Regions from separate parts of the Zea mays genome. Here region 2 is linked to region 1. A link is a contact called in public Hi-C data. All regions are on one chromosome and are shown on one strand. Each heading gives the region's core, a stretch centred on a gene start, on an enhancer-like site or on the middle of the called end of the contact. The rest is flanking DNA. Distances are from core to core; before and after follow the strand shown. Region 1 holds the start of LOC103629864 (UDP-glucuronate 4-epimerase 1). Region 2 holds the start of LOC100501424 (Protodermal factor 1).

The links. A called contact is a pair of places that touch in the nucleus more often than the background predicts.
Region 2: a Hi-C map of leaf shows a contact between it and region 1, with 4 times the contacts expected there. The contact joins the promoter of LOC100501424 here to the promoter of LOC103629864 in region 1. A contact is called at or near these places in 3 of 25 Hi-C or Micro-C datasets (ear, leaf and tassel).

What each region holds. Positions count from the first base shown.
Region 1 is chr6:118,712,199-118,719,369 of Zm-B73-REFERENCE-NAM-5.0, forward strand. LOC103629864 (UDP-glucuronate 4-epimerase 1) reads right to left here and starts at 2,554. Exons shown (of 1, transcript XM_008650954.3): 1 at 542-2,554. The coding sequence starts at 2,020. The coding sequence ends at 698. LOC100280350 reads left to right here. Exons shown (of 17, transcript NM_001361062.1): 17 at 94-273.
Region 2 is chr6:118,923,390-118,929,851 of Zm-B73-REFERENCE-NAM-5.0, forward strand. LOC100501424 (Protodermal factor 1) reads left to right here and starts at 2,994. Exons shown (of 3, transcript NM_001346922.1): 1 at 2,994-3,192; 2 at 3,332-3,941; 3 at 4,075-4,720. The coding sequence starts at 3,072. The coding sequence ends at 4,429.

The DNA.
Region 1 (7,171 bases), core at 1,304-3,803:
TAAGTTCTCTTTGCATTGCTGATGCCCTGATTGCGGCTTCAATTCTTGGACCTGCTAAGGAGCTGAGCACATTACATATCTTATCATATGCAGGACCTTGCATACACACGTCCCATGGTCGATCTGCAAAGGAACCATCGAAGGATGTCGGCATGGCGCTGCACCCAAGGGATCACGCATATTTAATCGCACAACAGGAACATAAAACGTTAAGAAATATGTACGTCTGCAATTTCGTCTCCTTCAAACTATGGTGTTGTTTGTGTTGTATTGAACTGCCGCGTGTGAGCTGATCCAATTGTTTTCTATTGCCATCTTTCAGTAACTATATACGAATTGTTCGTTAAACATTGACAGTTTTGAATAAGAAACATTGAGATATCAAATTTGTACTTTGCCGGCCCCAGTGTGATGACCATCTAAGAGTATATTTGTTTGAGTTGTATTTTTTTATGTTTTCTAAAAAGCGGTTGTTGGTTTTTTTGACGCTGAGAGTCGACGATAGCTTTTTTCGATAATGTTATTAGTTTTCTAAAGTTAGGAAGCTCGAAAGAAATCTTTAAAAAGCCGGCCCTCCGTTTGATCGTTCTGTCGCCGTCCCCTCCTCTTCTGTCCTAACCCAACTACAACAGCCAGTCAACACAATTTCCCCCACAACTTGTGTGGACCCAGACGAGAGTGGAAGGCACGAGCGACATCATGAGTTCCTGAAGGTATGCGTCCCACGGTTGTATCCGTAGTAGGAGAGGTACCACCTGACGAACTTCTTCAACCCCATCTCCAGGCTCGTCGTGGGCTTGTAGCCGAGCTGCTCCCGGGCCAGGCTGATGTTTGCGTGCGTGTAGGGCACGTCGCCATTGCCGGGCATCTCCACCACGTTCTTCTTGGCCTTCACCCGCAGGTACCTCTCCAGGATGGACACCAGCGTGGGCACCGTGACGGGCGACGTGTTCCCCAGGTTGAAGATCCGGTACGGCGCCGGGCCGCGCTTCTTGCCGCCGGTGCCGGTGCTCCGGCCCGCCGTGTCCAGCGACGCCAGGCAGCCGCGCACGATGTCGTCGATGTAGGTGAAGTCCCGGGCGAGGTCGACGCGGTCCCTGCCCCTGTACACCGTGATGGGCTTCCCCTGGAGGATGTTGCGGGTGAAGGAGAAGTAGGCCATGTCGGGGCGCCCCCACGGACCGTACACGGTGAAGAAGCGGAGGCCGGTGACGGAGAGGCCGTAGATGTGGTTGTAGGTGTGGGTGATCTCCTCGCCGGCCTTCTTGGTGGCGGCGTACAGCGACGCAGGCCGGTCGGTGCGGTGCGCCTCCGAGAAGGGGACGCGGTCGTTGAGGCCGTAGACGGAGGAGGAGGACGCCCACACGACGGCCGGCTGCGGGTCGGCGTCCTTGCAGGCCTCGAGGAGGGACACGAGGCCGGCGATGTTGGAGTGCACGTACGACGCCGGGTTCTCCATGGCGTAGCGCACGCCGGCCTGCGCCGCGAGGTGGAGCACGTGGGTGAAGGGCACCACGTCGAAGAGCTTGGCCAGGAGGCGGCCGTCGTTGATGTCGCCCTCCACCACGAACACGCCGTGGGAGCCCAGCAGCGCGCGCCGGGCCTTCTTCAGCGAGGGGTCGTAGTAGGAGTTGAAGTTGTCGAGGCCCAGGACGCCGTCGCCGCGCTTGCGCAGCGCCAGCGAGCAGTGCGTGCCCACGAAGCCGGCGGCGCCCGTGACGAGCACGGACAGCCCGGCGCCCTCCGCGGACCCCGGCGGCCGCCGCGGCGACGCCGACGCCCGGATCTGCCGCTCCCAGTGCAGCCCGCCCCAGGACGCCGCGAAGTAGCGGGAGGAGGTGTCCACGATGGAGTGGACGCTCAGGTACGTGGCCGTCATGGCCACCAGGAAGAGCGCCCACAGGAACATGGTCCCCGTGGACGCGAAGCAACGGTGCAGGTACCGGCTCATCGCCCCCGCCCGCTCCACCTTCACCTTCCCCGGCGTCGACGGGTACAGGTCCTCCTCCAGCACTCGCATCCTCCTCGCATGCGATCCACCTGTACTGCACTGCAGCCCACTCCGGCGGCCAATGCGCTAGCTAGGAGCTTTTGCAGCTGGTCTCGGTCGGTCTCGGGATCAAGCCGTCGATTCCACCTCTTGCTGGCTGCTACTCCTCTATATATGTGACGACGTTCTTGCATGCGCTTTCCTTGCAAGATCGTCTTCTCGGAGTTGGCATGGTGCACGACGATGAGCGGAGGCGGCCGGCACGCGCTAAGGGAACTAAGGAGGGGAGGAGAGAGAAAGGTGAGATGTTATAAATAGCCATTGTTGGCTTCGCGTGTTGTGTTTCCAGGGCTCGGCGATGTTGATGGAGGTCCCTGTAATTTAGCCCCGTCTATTTTTAGCTGCTGGAGTTGACACACAATGACACAATACTGCGCTCTTCTAAGCTCGGTCGCCTCGACGTAGATGCTTCCTCCTCCTCTCCTTCTGGCGGCAGCTGCTCTCGAGGAGGTTTGAAAGTGGCGTGACCATTAGGACCGTTTGCACACGGCAAAGGGCTCTCAGTGAAAAAAAAAATCGTCGGTATAGGACTAGAGATGTCCAAATGGGCCGCCCGGCCCGGCCCGGCCCGGGCCCGGTGAAGCTCGGCCCGTTTTGGGCCCGGCTCGCCAGGCACGGTTAGAAAACCGGGCCGGGCCGTCTAGGCACGCGGGCTCAATTCCCTGTCCGAGCCTGGCCCGCAGCGGGCCTAAACGGGCTATGCGGGCCGATAAGTACTTTTTAGTGTAAAAAAGCGGGCTTAACGGGCTTAGAGGTAAACGAGCCGTGCCGGGCTAGCCCACCATGCCTAGTTTCTTGTCCGAGCCCGGCCCGCTTATTCGTGCCGGGCCGGCCCGGGCCCGCATAGAACCAGGCCGTGCCGGGCTCAAACAACGGACTTCGTGCCGGGCTCACGGGCCTCGTGCTTATTGGACATCTATATATAGGACTTCTTGCCGACTGCTAAATCCAAACTTGGCAAATAAAAAGTGCCTTAATAGCGTGAGTGATGGTGATAGAGTCTTTATCGAGCGCCTGAGTTTGGCACTCAACAAAGCAAGTTCTAGGTAGCTCACACAACTTGTGTCAAGTGGTATGGTCAGTGCACTCGGCAAAGGTGGGAGCTTTGTTAAGTGTCTTGGCTTTGACACTTAGCAAAGGAAGTTTCCAGGTGTCCAGACAATGTGTCTTTTGTCGACTGCTCTGGACATTGCATTCATCAAGACACCTTTTGCCGAGTGCAACACTCACTACAGGAAACTAATTAACTTCCAAGAGCCCAAATCATCAGAAGTTAGCTACCAACTCTCGGAAGTTATGAGCACTATCGAAAGTTAAGTGGTGCCATCAGAAGTTAAGCTCTCGGAAAGTTTCGGTTGAAAGTTAGCTTAACTTCCTACAACTATCTTCGAAGTTAGCTAACTTACGACGGCTAACAGTGCCTCTCTAAAGTTAGCCTAGGTCTGACGTCGTCCGCGGGCCTGACACCATCAACCACTAACTTCCGACGACTCAGCCTCCTCTCTCAAAAGTTAGCTAACTCTAGGAAGTTAAATTGACCACCATTATAAATATTGTTTCTTTTTCAGTTTCCACCACATTCCACAACATTACACATAGAATAGCAACAACACCACACCACATTTCACATATAACATCTCACATACAATCACCATAAGAACAATAACAAAGACAATAATAGTCTTATCTATTTCATCACAATCACAAAGGTCACAATGCGGGTCTCAAAAGTGTCGAATCTCATCTCATAAGTCACAACTACAAGTAACAACAATATTAAATCTCACAAAAGTCACAAAAGTCTCATAGGTCACTGCTGTCGATCATCATCGGGAAACTCACACGAGTGATGTTCGCCACCACCACTGGCAGGCGGCGCTGTGGTGCTCGACGGCAGGGCGGCTGGCCAGGCACGGTGGCGTGATGATGGGCAACGTGGTGGCAACGGGCAGACGACCATAACGCCTTTAAGGATGTTCCTCCTTCAACCTTGCTAACAAAGAATAGTAGGTAAAGAATTACCGCACTAGGATGTTCCTCCTTCAACCTTGCTAACAACTATCTTTTGTATACTTCTTGTCTTGCTTAAATTTGTGGTCTGGGTATGCTCCCGCGTTTCTATGCATGGAAGACACGTCGTGTGTGGGTCTGCTGAAACCGCTTTCCCCGTCCCCTACGGAGCAGCGTGCTTGGGTTGTTGGGCTTCTGTCGCGGTGCATTTGGCACAAGCCTACTTGCCATGTCATTCGTTGCTATAAACAGAAGACATGGCGTGCCTGACTTTGTGTCATTATGTGGGTGACTGAGGCGCTCGCGCCCCGTGCGGGGCGCGGATTCACTGAGGACGGGTAGTAGATAGACGAATTGGATTAGATGTGATCGATGTGAAGAGAATGTGTCTTGTGGGCTATTTTAAATAATATAAGGGGTTATTTGTAAAAATATGACGCGGGACGACCGTCGAAACTAGTGTTTTAATATAGTAGAGACTAATTAGTTGTCCGTATATTGCTACGTTTTCTATATATCATATTGATAGACCTTGTTGAAATAAGATATTAATTCAAACATGATTATGTTTTTTATTTTTAATTAATTATTATGCATATATATTTTTACTATCCATCCTTGCATCATGTGGTGCCTCAGTGTCCAAACTTCATTACAAGTTTAGTTATACCAGAGACAAATGAGTGATGTTCAACAAAAGATATATATTTTTAGATCGAGTGATAACTCTCATTGATGGACTCCCTATGATGAGGTATTGTGGATGAGCTTGTAGTAGGGGTGGTGTTCTTTGATCAACCACTTGAGGGGAGGTTGTAGAACATCAACATCTTGAGCTTGTGTTAGTTGTGTCATTTGACCTCCCCCTCCACACACACACACATAGCTAGTCATAGCTTCTATGACCAACCAGACATAGCATGAGACATGAGCTCTAGCATGAGAACCTTCTTCTGACTTAGATGAGGAGGCACTTCTCATGTAGTTTGGACCACTCCACACACTTAACACCTTACACAATTGTGTCGGTCCCTCCATAGGACACTTAGGTTTTGTAATTTAGTGTGCTTGATGCTAAGGGAGAGTGGGGACAAGAAGTATGTGAGATAGGGGGAGAGACATAGACATGGACGGTGGATCTTGCTATCCTTATATGTTATACTCTCATGATACACAATTATGTTCATATGTTGCATACACATTTCCTTCCATGCATTGTATAATACTTTATGTTGTATGTGTATGGTAAGTTCTGACATGCGCTACTCTCATTGTATTTATATAGACACTTGTGCTTGTTTATACTCTTACTTTATACTTCATGCTAACGAGTTTTAATCATGTGCTTATTTTTAATCTTTCACTCTTATGGTACATGTTATGAACTTAGTTTGTATGAACTTGCACTAACATTTCATGTTTTAAATCTGCAAGTTCAAATGTATAGCCTCGTTAAAGCCACAGAAGGTTTGTATGGACTTTATGTTTTAAGTCACATAATCTTTACACTATTTAAACCGTACGTTAAATAGTGTCTGTGGGAATGACATGTGAGGAAGAGAGGGATCAGTGTCTTTAACAACAACATGGTGTCCAGCGTATAACGCAGGTTCGAGGGAGCCACTATGGTTAGAGGACGAGAAGAGGCCACCAAATTTTAGACACAATAGAAGACCTTGCTAGAGGCGTAGGGACAAGCTTGGTACGTTAAATATACGGACAAGATCCTTTACATGACCTTGTTGGAGAGAGCCTTATGTAACACGGATAGGGTAAGTGGTCAAGTTGGCTAGGCCTATGTGAAGTTGGACTTATTGGGCCAAAGTCGCACTAGATGTCCGGATAATCTACAATCTACATGCTTTGTCTTGTACACAGTTTCAACTGTATACTGTATGTGCACAAATGAGTTAAATGACCATTCTGGGATCCAGCACAATCTTCATCACGCAGGAGTTATCTGCTGGTTGACTATACTACATCGGACTTGGTAAAAAAATAGAACCTGATTTTATCGTTTACGTAATGATCGGGGCTGCAACAATTTATCGAATACACCTTCATACCGTATATACAATAAACCGGAACAAGGTCGACGTATAAACGGATAAACCAACGTTCATTGGTAACTTCTCGGCCCTACAAACTTAAGGCCGCGTTCGTTTTGGGCGGTTTGGCCTATTCCGGGACTGGTTCCAGGGGAAAGAAATGACCCGGTTTGGAATCGGACCGTTTCTTTGAGAGGTGTTCGTTTAGATCTGACTAAAAAACAAGAGTGGTCCGGTTTAGATTTTTTTTTCTCCCACCACGGTCTGGAAGTAAACCTGGTATACTACCCTCCGGATCCGATCTGCAGCTCTGGCGGCAGCGGAGGCAAAGAGGCGACGACGCCAAGTGACGGTTTGTTGCGGTCTTCTCTCTGGTAAGCCCTCGCCGATGCCTTCCTTCCCCAAACCGCCTGTCCCTCGGAAATGATTTCCTTCCCTCTGGTAAGCGACACGCACCGTCGCTGTGTCCCTTCTCGTCGGCACCATAGGCCGCTTGCGCAGCTCGCTGCCGGATCTTTGACACCACTAATGTATGGAGAGAAGAGAGGGACATCCTCGCTTCTGGTATTCGTAGCGAGAGAGAGACAGTGATTAATGGCTTGCGACCTTTATTTAAGTTGGGGCCTGGCAATAATTCAATTGTTTCTTTTTGTAATCTAGCAAATCTTGATACAGACCATTGCTAGTACGTCCTTACATTGCGTTGATAAAGGTGTAGCGCTGTAGACCTTGCGTGTCATGGTATTATTACTCTTGGATGTCTAGTTGTTACTTGACAACTGAATATACATTGTGTATATTACAGATTGTTAGTGCCACCATTGTTGTATAGGAGCTTGTTAGTACTGTCGTTGCTGTCAAACAGGTGTTGCAAGTGTATTTATTCCAGGCTGAAACGAACGAGCTATTCTGCAGTTTTGTATTGATTCTAGACCTGGATTCATCACTGACCAAGTTTCAGTGAACCAACCGGATGCACTATATCCGGGCCAAGAATAGAAACATACGTAATTTTAATCTTGCACAAACGAACGCGGCCTAAATGAGACCTAATCTGCTCTAA
Region 2 (6,462 bases), core at 1,744-4,243, 210 kb after region 1:
CACACTGCATACCGATTCAAAAGCTTTTTGATTCGTCACATCTCCCATTCCAACAAACGATGTGCAGGACAGGAGGTGGCAGCCACCACTTCTTGCTGAGACCTACAAGTGTTCCTCGACGGTTGCAGGGACATACCCTTGCTCACGCCATTTTACCTCCTCATTGTAGGCTCTTACTAGATCTACGATCTGCAGATTATGGGACAAAAACGATGGTAAAGTCATACCTCATAATTAGTTGTATCTCATACATATAAATGCAATAGGAAAGATAATAATAAACAACTCTACTATGCTTAGGGGCTAAAAGTGATCTTAGGATTGGAAAAAAATAGCTACCGCCGGCTGTAGGCCAACATCTATGCAGCTGCCTTTAGATGGATGACACATGTCCGCCCACAAATCTCCAAGAAACAAAACATGGAGCCTTCATCTCGGCTCAAAACGACCGATTCTTTTGCTCCGGCTCGGGCGCTCGGCTTACGGACGCTGACTTTTTTTGTCATCTATAATCGCGAATCACGTACTGCGGCCGCCACTGATCATTGACTCTCCCTGCTATCATGTGTCGCTTCACAACGATCCGTCTCTTCACTGTCTGAGACAAACGTGATCTATTCTCAGCCAGAGTATAGCAATTTCTATGTATGTTTTAAGACAATCATCTAGCACCATAAATCCCATCGTTTAGAAACCGAGACTACCATGGCAGGAAGAAGGCACAAGGACATGGTAGGAGAAGAGGACATGGGAAGACAATTCGGGTTTGCTTCTGCACATGAAAACACCGCAACAATCGAGGAACACGAAGCCAACGATCAGCGGGTACAATCTCTTATACTCCCTTTTGCATCTGAAGATTCTCCACCGATGGGTGATCAGAGAGCCGATGAGCAGCAGAAAACATAGTATAATCATCTATTTCTTTGATACCATTTTTGTTCATCTACGGGTTGATCATTTTTATAAGTGCAAATTATTAACAGTAGTCGTACATAAAAGCAGACACCACACATAGCATTGTTGGCTACTAGTGAAAATGGTCAAGGCGATGATAATACAATTTTCTAGCTATGATTTCTCCATTGATAGAAGGAGGATATACAAGCCTTTTACTTAGAGTTGATCAAGAAGCATCAGCAGCTCGAAAATTACATTTTGATGAAGCACATAATAAATTTCGATGTAATTGGACCTGTAATAATCAATTTTTCATAGTTTTGATGATAGTAGAAGTCGGAACTGATCACTACAATCTCTAGTATAGAGTATATGGGCTATTGAAGCAACACACATGAACAGACCAGCAAACTCTGAATGGTTCTGGAAAAAAATGACACATATGAAACAGTCGAGCATCCACCTTTTGTAAGGCGCATCAGTGCATGGCGCTGTTGTACACCATGCTTAAAGGAGCAGTAGCAGAGCTAGAAAATGTTCTGATCTTATTATATTTTCTCAAAAAGAATCTCAATATCTATCCATCTGATGACGACATCAAAAAAACCAATATCTAGAACTCAAAAGAGTAATACTCACTTAAACCAATTCAATTTAATTCACTCCACTGAAGAGAGACAAGTAGAGCCTTCGGCGATGTTGGATGAGCTATGTGTCTCGCTCTTGGTTGCAGCCGTCCTTCCCTGGCATCACCATCAGCACTCTAATGTTTAACTCCATGTTTGGTAGGCTTGCAAAACTTACTGCCGTCCTCCCCTGGCATCACCATCAGCACTCTTATGTTTAACTCCATGTTTGGTAGGCTTGCAAAACTTACTGGTACATTTTGTACGGTGTGAGCTTATTTATACTTGGAGTGCTAATCCATTTTAGCGGTAGAACAATAGCCGGAACGTCAAACCTGGTGGCGCCAAACGAAATTGTAATCGCGCGGGCAGAATAAGAATTCGACCTCGAGACCTAGTGTAATGACGACCAGTGTTGCAACCATCTAAGCTAACATCTTGTGTTTGATTTGGAACTTGAACCTATTTATTAGGTGTATTATAGGAAAGAACAACCATATTTAACAGCTCCTTGGTATATGAGATCATGTTCAAAATATCAAATATTTGAAAACTTTCCACGCAAGAGCAATGGATGGGTGGGTGGGTGGTGGTGGAGCGGTAATAAAATGAATCATGAATGGAGAGCAAAGCATCACTCCACGCAAGATAAAAGGATGGGTCAGGTGGGTTGCTGGTGGTGGAGCCGTATAATAAAATGAATCATGGATGGACGGAGGAGCCATAAGCTATGTTTATTTGACCGTTTTCTAGCTTCTAGGCATAGTTTTTCAGTCTGTTTCTATAAAAATCGTTTTGGTCGAAATTATACAAAATCAATGTGAACATTGTATTGACTAAGTTGTTACGATAGTAAGAAACCGTCACTTTATACATCTTAAACCATATAAAGTCTTTTATCTTTCTTCGCACGTAATCTACACGATACTAAACTTTTCCTCACATACAGATTTTTAGAAAAGCTTATCAGAAAAAAGCTAAGTCAACTAGATTCTAAAAAAAGGTACTTAAAAAAATTGAACCAAACATATCGTAGAAACTGTTTCGGATTAAAGGCACATTGAAAAGACACATTCAAACTGCTTGAGCTATTTCAGTTCACTTCCTCCGATACATCCTGCTTCTCTTCCGACAGGAGATGGGCTTGAAACAGCCCAGAGCGCATGCACCAGTCTCCTCCCCTCCAGCACTCCACTCCAGCAGTCCGCGCGCGGAGGCAAGCGCACGCCTGGCCTATTCCTAGTTTCCTACTCGGATCATTCAGTCGGATGATGAATTGCTCGATACACATACGTTCATATGCGCGCATTGAATTCCTCCGCCAACCACCCCGCTGCGTCATCTGCGACACCCATGAATTCACGACGCTCGCCTTCAATACTCCGTGGCGCCAGAGTCTGGTAGCTTCTGCTCCCGCTTTATATACGCGCCTGCTCAGCTCATTTATCTCATCTCGCCCCTCCGTTCCAAGCAGTAGCACACACCGCCGCTCGCTCCACAGCAGAGGACAGGAGGAGGAGCAAGCGAGCAGAGGCAGCAGCTGCTATGGAGGCGCGGAGGACGGGCAGAGATCTCCTCGCGAGCTTCGTGCTCGCGGCGTTGGCCGCGCAGGCATTCGTGGCCGTGGTGGAGTCCAGGGCCAGCCCCGCGGAGAAGGCTAGCCAAGGTATAGTACATCTTCTTGAGCTCTGCCCACTCCAGATGAAACAAGCACCAATGCCGATGTCCCATGAGGGCGGCGCCGTGGCGAGCAAGCTTGCATTTTATTTTATTTTTTACCTTTGAGATGGCGTCGGCGCATGCAGGCGACGACGTGAAGAAGCCGGACTGCGTGCCGGGGATGGACCCGCGCTCGTTCCCGGGAATCGGCAGCGGCAGCCACGGCGGCGGCATCACTCCCGTGACGCCGTCGCACTCGCACGGAGGCTCCACCGGGACGCCGTCCCACGGCGGCGGCGGCGGCGGTGGGGACTTGCCGTCGCCGTCGCACGGAGGGACAACACTGCCTTCCCCGTCCCACGGCGGCAGCGGTGGGGACTTGCCATCGCCGTCTCACGGAGGGACAACGCTGCCTTCCCCGTCCCACGGCGGCTCCGGGTCCACGCCGACGTCGCCCTCCACCGGCGGCTCCCCGTCTCACGGCGGCTCCGGGTCCTCGCCGACAGCCCCGTCCACCGGTGGCGGCTACGGTGGCTCCCCGTCCCACGGCGGCGGCGCGTACGGTGGGTCTCCGTCCACTCCCGGCAGCGGTGGCGCCTACGGAGGCGGGTCTCCCTCGCCGGCCCATGGTGGCGGCGCCTACGGGAGCTCCCCGACGCCGGCGTACGGCGACGCCCCCTCGCACGGCGGCATAGGGACCTCGTCGCCGACGCCGTTCGACCCCCACAGCTTCGGCTCTCTCCCGGGCTCCTGCGAGTAAGCCACTGCTCATAGTCATACATCATGATTCATGACGCGTACGTCGGTGTGGCCAACTCGCCATGCATGCAGCCACTGACCAAAAGTTGCTCTGTCGTCTACTCTTCATCGTGACGTGACCACCGAGCAGCTACTGGAGGTCGCACCCGATGGAGATCTGGTCGGCGATCGGCGGGCGGTTCCCGGGCACGTCGTCGTCGATGGGGACGATGGGCCACTTCTTCGGCGCGGCTGGCAGGGTAGGCGGGACGGACGTGAGCATCCAGGACGCGCTGGCGAACACGCGGTCGGACGGCGCGGGCGCGCTGCTGCGCGAGGGCGCCGCCGCGCTGCTCAACTCCATGACCCGTTCGGGCTTCCCCTACACGACGGAGCAGGTGCGCGACACGTTCGCCGCGGCGGCGGCGGCGGCGGCGGGCGGGTCCGACGGCGCGGCCGCGGCGCAGGCGGCCGCCTTCAGGATGGCCAACGAGGGGAAGGCGTAGAGATCGAGCATGTGTACGTACGTGCATGGTAAACTGGAGTGTGTGCTCCGGAGCACGGTACATTCTTGGCTGCTGCTGTTGCTTTCATGCATGGCTACGACGTAATACGTGCCTTGGTTGTGTGCGTTTGTGTGTGTGTGTGTGTTTGAGTGTTTCATCGGTGAAGAAGACACCGAGCTAGACCTAGCTTATTCTGGTGTGTAGTCGCTCGCTCTTGCTATTTTTTGTCGTTTGGATCGATCGGTTTTTCCGCGATGAATGGATGAAGCAAACTGGTAGCTCGTATCCTAATAACTAGCTAGCTGTAGTTGGATTTCGATCATGATCCTGAATCCTGATGCAGGCAAAGCAACCTGCAAAGTAACCAGTTCTTGGCGCTGCTAGCTGTTATCTTTGCATGCATGCACTATCTTCCGGCTACTGAAGAACACTTCATTTGAGCGTTGGGGCATGCAACTCACAACCACTGCGGAGGAGGTAGCTTGCAAAAAGAGATTGCTCTGTACCCGCATACAACGAATTAAAACCATTCACGAGATTTGACGATCTACCGTACGATGTGGAACTATAGATACAGAGCACATTAAATACATGCATGCATGGCTCACGCATTCGTTCGCTCCGTGTTGAGGACTTTTCTCAAATGCTATGAATCAAGAACAAGACAACATAAAAATTGTTAAATGTTATAGTCCTTCGTCCTTCGAAGCATTATTTTCCTCAGGATATAATGGATTCCGGACGAATGTTATGAAGGTTATACCTTCATAAACACAACAAATAATGAGGAAGGATAAAAAAATATGTAAAATAATTTAAATACATGATTATTATTATTAACTCATTTCTATTTCATTATTGTAAAAATGATAACAAATTACAAATGTACCTTCGGCTCGAAGGAAAGCAAAAATACCAGCGTGAAGCAAAAACAAATGCCCAATGCGTGATTATAGGAGAGCACGTGAACAGTACAGGGGTACTGTTCACCTATTTATAGGCACAGTTCACAGCCTGTATATAATTACATTTATACCCTTTACAATGAACTATAATAATGACACAGAATATCATGGGTCTTTAAGTCATTTCATCTTTAAGTCGGTTCACCCCTTCGTCTTGAGACATGTCACTGTACCGAAGCTTTATAGTTGATATCTTCGGCGCTGTTTTGGAGAGGATCTGCCGAAGGTGTTTATTTCTTTAGGATCTTCGGCTACGAAGCATACCCCCAACAGTAGCCCCTTCGCGACGCTAGATCGTTTTTCGTAACGAGCTTGATCCGTGAAAAATCTTCTAAGCTTCGGGATGCCGAAGATCCAAAAAACACCTTCCCTGAGCTCGTTGGCGAGAAACGATTAAAATAATCGTCGGACGCGCGACCCATCTTGCACCGATTACACTCTTGCCAGCGATTCACCTTCTCGAGCTATGTGGCCCACCATTCAGTGAGCGCAGGTGACTGTTTGTTCGGTGTTGGAGACCTTGCCGATTCACCTTCCCACCTGCAGCACTATATAAATAGACGGGTAGGTGTGAAGTTACCGTAACATTCATTGCTATTGTACTGTTTTGCTGCCAAATTTTTAGTCATAGCCGAAGCTTGATCATTGCGCTCATACAAAATCTGCTTCGGCGCAAGTGTAAGAGCTTCGAAAAAGACAAAAAAGCCAATTCAAAAAATTTCAAGTAAGTCATAATCAAATGGCCAGAGTTCGCTCTACTGCAAGAGTCGATCGCGAGGGAGACGAAACCGAAGCTGTAGAAACTGTTCCTATCTCGGAAGCAATGAAGCGATCTGGGTTGATGACACCGGAAGACGTCCCTGCTGCTGAAGCAGAGCAAGCAGATATTGAAGAGACCGATTCTGAAGATGATTACAACATCGCAGTGCCGAGCAAGCCTAGCCACCTGGACTTCGGAAAGTCGAGCATCTCCAAAGCTGATTTTCCTAAGATGGTGAAGTCGGACTACTTTAGCGAAGATAAAAAAGAGCTGATTCGCTTCGGTGGAAAAGAAACTACTCCGAAGCC